Regions from separate parts of the Xenopus tropicalis genome. Here region 1 is linked to region 2. Evidence: chromatin contacts called from public Hi-C data. All regions are on one chromosome and are shown on one strand. The core of a region is the stretch at or near the end of the contact, and the rest is flanking DNA. Distances in the headings are between cores, read along the strand shown.

Region 1 (2,700 bases), core at 171-2,670, 180 kb before region 2:
TCAGCCTAGGTTTATGCTTTAGTTATTGTCCAGTTGAGTGGAGTCACTCATTTATATCAACAACTGTAGGAGTATTGGATATAGTGAAGGCCATACTTGTGAAACTGATTGGATAAAATGTTAAAACCATAATTAGTATACATAAATCATAAAGGACCTATATTAAGATTTGTGGTGCATAATATGTATGGTAATTCACTGGTTGACACTATTTCATTAAATGTGTACACAGGTATCAGACCCCTTATCTGGAAACCAATTATCCAAAAAGGTCTGAATTATAGAAAGGCCATCTCCCATAGACTCTACTTTAATCAAATAATTCACATTTTTAAAAATGAATTCCTTTTTCTCTGTAATAATAAAGCAGTACCTTGTACTTGATCCCAACTAAGATATAATTAATCCTTATTGGAGGCTAAACAATCCTATTGGGTTTAATTACTGTTTAAATAACGTTTTTAACAGACTTTAGGTAGGAGATCCGAATTACAGAAAACCCCAGGTCCCAAGCATTCTGGATAATGGCTCCCATAACTGTATATGGTAACTGCCAGAATCTTTAGCACATCTCATCACATTTATTGCATAAGAAAGGGAGTACAATGCACAGGGCACTAAGTGCTTAAATAAAGAAAGGTGAAGTCCAGGCAGCAAAATGCAATGGGCCATGTATTTATATATGCTTGATACTGTGTTCAGGATGTTTTTTCTCTTGGTTTAAAGACTGTTCTGTCAGTTAAATGATGTCTTGTTCTGTTTAGATAACCCCATTGTATCACTGTTCCTCTTGCATCAGCGCATCATGTAATTGAACTCACCATAAGCCCTATGGCTTTCACTTTGCAAGGATAAAGCTGTAAGCTGTAAGTCCAAAGAAAATGATTCATTCTTGACTAGGTCTTTTAGTGAACCAAAGAAGGCCCACATTGATTTTATTATGTATTTACCAAAATAAGTAAATATCTGTCTGTATCAATACAGCCATAAAAATGGCACTGTACTTATACTGTTACCTCTTTACCATTAACCTCTTCATTAATTTATTTTTAAGAAACCTAAAGACCTGTGGAGCCACACATCTTTACCTATTTCATGAGATTATTATATCCTTGTTTTATTATTCTGTTGGGCAATGCCTTAAAAGTGACAGTTCCATAAATGTGCAGGCTGATAAGCAGACAATGCATTACCCCTGCTGATTACATGTGGAAGGCTTGTTAAAGTGCACTGGAAATTGGATTATATAATTCCTGTGATTGGTTATTTCATAAACCCCGAAGAATAAAGCATTTGGACTAAGAGCGACAGCTGAGTAGTAGCCTTTGTGTTTGTTAAAAGAGAACATGTTAAGAAGATTTAGTGCCTTTTAGGCAGTCCCCTTTGCCAGTAGTGACCTCTAACTGGTAGGGGTTGTAATAGATAATAAAGCAGGCTCTCTGCTGTCAGGCTGCCTGCCTCTGGGAAGCTTTTTCATTGTCTGGTTTCATTAGTTACATTGTTCCTCGATTTCCTGTTTCTCGTAGAGAAAAACTCTCCTCCCTGAGCAGCAGATATCAGTGGAAAGGGCCATCTATCAGATAGAAATGTTACTTGTTCCATGGGCAGGGTAAAATTATAGCCAAGGGATCTGTCAGTATAGTTTTCCTTTGCTGGTTAGAGCAGCAGAACTAAGGAGCAGATCATTGTGTTGGGAACGATAATTGTATTAAAGAAGAGCATCTCGAGGATTTGAGTTATACAAGGCATTTACTGACAATATCTTCTCTAGCTTATAGGGGAAAAAAGTAATAAATCACAGTGTTTGAATGCTTTACTATTGATGCGTGAACTTGTGACATTTAAATTTCAGTGTAAAAAAATGTATAAAACTTTTGTAGAATACATTGGATTAAATGGGAAGGTGAAATGACATGGGGTTCATTACTCAGCAATACATATACATTGCCCTACCTTGTTAGGGAACCTTCTTTCCACTAATCTTCATAGAAAAAAAAGTCTGTTGCTATTTTCTTTGAAACAAGGTACCCAGACAGCGTTTTAGACTGACGTAGTGAAGGCTGGGAAGGTCTCCAGTCCCATTGGTTATTATGGAAGGTACATTTCTGGAGCAAAAAGGACACGTCTGCCCCCCCCCCATATCCCCAAAACAGACTACATGACAGATTTTAGTGCGGATGTGAATTTTGATGCAAAATGCACTCACTGTGCCGGGCAGCACTTTCAAAGGCTGATTTGCTCTGGTTGCACATACAGACTCAAAAGTGATAGGTACAGTGGCAATAGCATTAGCATCTGGGAGAATGTTAACACTTCCTTTTTAGTAGGTGAACACTTTAAACTCCTTAGGTATTGCTAAATTGGTCAGGATAAAATTGTTTTTTTCTGAAAAAAACCTCTCACCCATGTTGGCCCTTTGCTGGCATTTAATTTTATTTGACCCCAAATTCAATGGATAATGACAAGTTCCTATGCATTTATATATTTTTGGTAGGTCTATCTTTGTTTTAGCTGTAAAAACTTGATTTGTTCCTACAAAAACAGGAAGTATTTAAACTTGTTTGCACATACATTAAAGGGAAGGGGGTGGGAAGCAAGGCCCCTTATTAGAAGCTTATTAGAAGTACTAGGTGCTTACTAGGTCTTATGAAAATATCTGTAAATAGCCATAATAACTGCTTATACTAAGTCAAACAAATG
Region 2 (2,742 bases), core at 219-2,718:
AGTGTGTGCGCGGAAGGCAGGCTATATCTGCCACCGCTACAGCATAAAGGCAAATTCTCTTTGTGATAAATGCACAACACAGCTATAACTCTGAAGATATTTTATTCTCAAAGAGATCGGAAAGCTTTCATTGATAAAAGGGTATTGAGCTGACTCATAGAAATGCCATGAAATGGAGGTCTATTGTGTGCACTAAGCACTCATGTCTATTTTTGTGTCAGTATAGTTTGCAGTGGTAAAAAGGAACCAATTTTAGGTTATTTATTGGGTATTGGATTTCCAAATCTCTGTGTCAATATGACAAATCCTCTCCGAGAAGCGTGTTCCCTATCAGAATACAAAAAGGCACAAGAGATATTTCTTTCTTTGCAATTGCTCCCTTTTCAACTAAAGGCAATTACCTGCACTTTATTTCTATCTCATAACATGGATAAAAAAAAGTATCTATTGTATAAATTTAACACAGAAAGTATTTGGCTGTCTGTGGTTTTTCTACTACATGGCAATATTTTAGTTTCACATATACTTTCTATCTGATTTCCTGAAACAGACCAAGTATTAGAGTGTATGCTCTTGGGCAAACTCTACCAGAATGAATACCCTGCATTTAACATACTGTACAACAAATAAGCTTATATTTCCATATAGCCTGATTAGATGGGTGACAATATTAAAACTGCCCTGTTGTGGAATCTGCCAGTGAATGTAAATATTCCCAGTTGCTGGGGCTCCACTGCAATTCTAGGGTCACTTTTTGCAATAATGAACAGCAATGAGATCTGCTTCTCTGTCATGGTTGTTTAAGTACAATGGGGAAAACAGCAAATTGGATAAATAACATAGAGCAACACTGCCTAGCCCCCCATCCCAGTACTGGGCAGCTATACCTATTATACAACCTGTTGCTTTGTCTGCCGGCATCTTAGGGATTAGAGACTAAGGTGCAGCTTTACCCATACAGAAATGGCCTTGTGCTTGCTCTAAGATCCCTGACTGGCTGCAACCTCTTGGTTTTGATCTCTTCTCTCTTCTGATACAGTGCATTCTCTCTCTCTGTCTCGATATGATATTCTCTCTCTCCTGATATGATATTCTCTCTCTCTTGATACATGATACTCTTTCTCTCCTGATATTTGACATTTTCTCTCTCTCCTGATATATGGCATTTCTCTTTTTCTCTCCTGATGCATGGCATTCTCTCTGCCTTCAGATATATGGCATTCTCTCTGCCTTCAGATATATGGCATTCTCTCTGCCTTCAGATATATGGCATTCTCTCTCTCTGCTTTAATCAGTGACAGGGCTGAGGGGGCGTGGCCAGGCTGTGTGTGTGCGAGAGAAAGAGATTGTAGCTCTGCCCCCCTATGCTGACATCCACATGCTTGTCTCCCTGTATAAGGGAACTGAGTGGTTGGGAGGGAGGTAGATAGAAGGCAGGGGCTCAGGGCTTACACTCCCAAACCATCTTAAGACAGCAGACGCCTGTGCGCTCACTGAACCCTCTAGCCAGAGCCGTGCCAGGGAACTACAAGGATTGGCTCTGTCCTGCTGCCAAACTGCCTGTTGTAACTGCCTGTGTGTGCTGCAATATCCCCTCCTGTCTCCAGTGGAAATAGCGCTTTCTTGGACACCCCATCTACTTTCCACTCCTGAGCAGCGGACTAAGGACCCTCCCAGGGTTTTTCAGGGCTTTGGCTGTGCCTGCTGGGAACCTTTTATTAAACAAGTGGCACTAAGGGACCTGGGACTTCTCCGAATTGCGCTAGTGGTGGCCAAGGAGTCTTTAATCGCCTAGTCCTGAGCGCATCAGTCCAGATAAGAGATCCAGTTTGGTGAAAATCAATGACTTGCTAACAAGGGAACTCGTGGGATTTTTCTTATCCTTCTTGTCAATATGGATGTGTTTGCTTTGGTGCTTGGAGTTATTTCTCTGTGCTCGCTGGGAGCCAAAGTCTCAGGCCAAGAAGGTAAGCGGAAAAAAAAGTTACTGTGTTAGGTGGTAGTTCGTGTCTATACTATCTGCGTCTGGCCGCACTTAGACGCTCACTTCTATGTGAGCCTATTTCAGACAGTCGCAGCTCCTCTCTCTCTCCTCCATAACAAAACACATTTGCGTGTGTGCGACGAGCCCTTGCTGCTGCTGTTGGCTGGCACAGCCGCACATCTGGAATAAATCAAAGTTTAAAAATACTACAAAGCCTTTTGCGAGGGTCTTCTTCTCCTTCTCAACTCCCAGGAGTTGCCTCCAGTCCGGGTAGTAGCGCTTTAATCTTATAGCAACTCGATTTAAATTGCAATTAGATGCGTTACTAAGAAGAGATGTCGTATGCAGGATAGAAAAAGTGAATGCGAGCGATGCGGATCTCAGAGACAGGGCTGGAGATTATTTCAGTGTGTAGCTGTTGGCGATGATCGCAGTATGTAGCTGTTGGCGAGGATCGCAGTATGTAGCTGTTGGCGCTTTCACTCACGCCGGCTGTGCGCATATCCAAGCGATTGGTAGCGCGATTCTGTGCTGGGGTCGCTCATCATAACGGGCGCTCCCAAGCCTGTGGGAAGCGCTTATGTTCCCTGACGGTGAGTGCAGATTGCCAGTTGCCAGGGATAGAGAAGGGCAGACGGCACTGGAAAGGAAAGCGCTGCCCATATCTGTGGCACAGACACACGGCGCTATTTCATTTCTTCACGCCATGGGCAATGGGAATATAGCTGGAATGTCAAATTCCTTCTGCCATGTGGCAC

What was found. Hi-C and Micro-C count contacts between places; a contact is called where the count stands out from the background.
Region 1: a contact with region 2 is called in a Hi-C map of neurula embryo, with 2.0 times the contacts expected there. The contact joins the enhancer-like site here to the promoter of nrp2 in region 2. A contact is called at or near these places in 2 of 5 Hi-C or Micro-C datasets (gastrula embryo and neurula embryo).

Annotation. Positions count from the first base shown.
Region 1 is chr9:51,110,956-51,113,655 of UCB_Xtro_10.0, reverse strand. The region is part of intron 19 of pard3b (partitioning defective 3 homolog B); the gene reads left to right. Among named protein-coding and RNA genes, the nearest start is that of nrp2, 180 kb to the right of the region's middle. Within about 2 kb of position 1,420, at least 3 of the 11 cell types and tissues checked have an H3K27ac peak or open chromatin away from gene starts, as enhancers often do. A contact at or near this core is called in gastrula embryo and neurula embryo, where this site is marked.
Region 2 is chr9:50,933,123-50,935,864 of UCB_Xtro_10.0, reverse strand. nrp2 (neuropilin 2) reads left to right here and starts at 1,468. Exons shown (of 15, transcript NM_001100235.1): 1 at 1,468-1,967. The coding sequence starts at 1,895.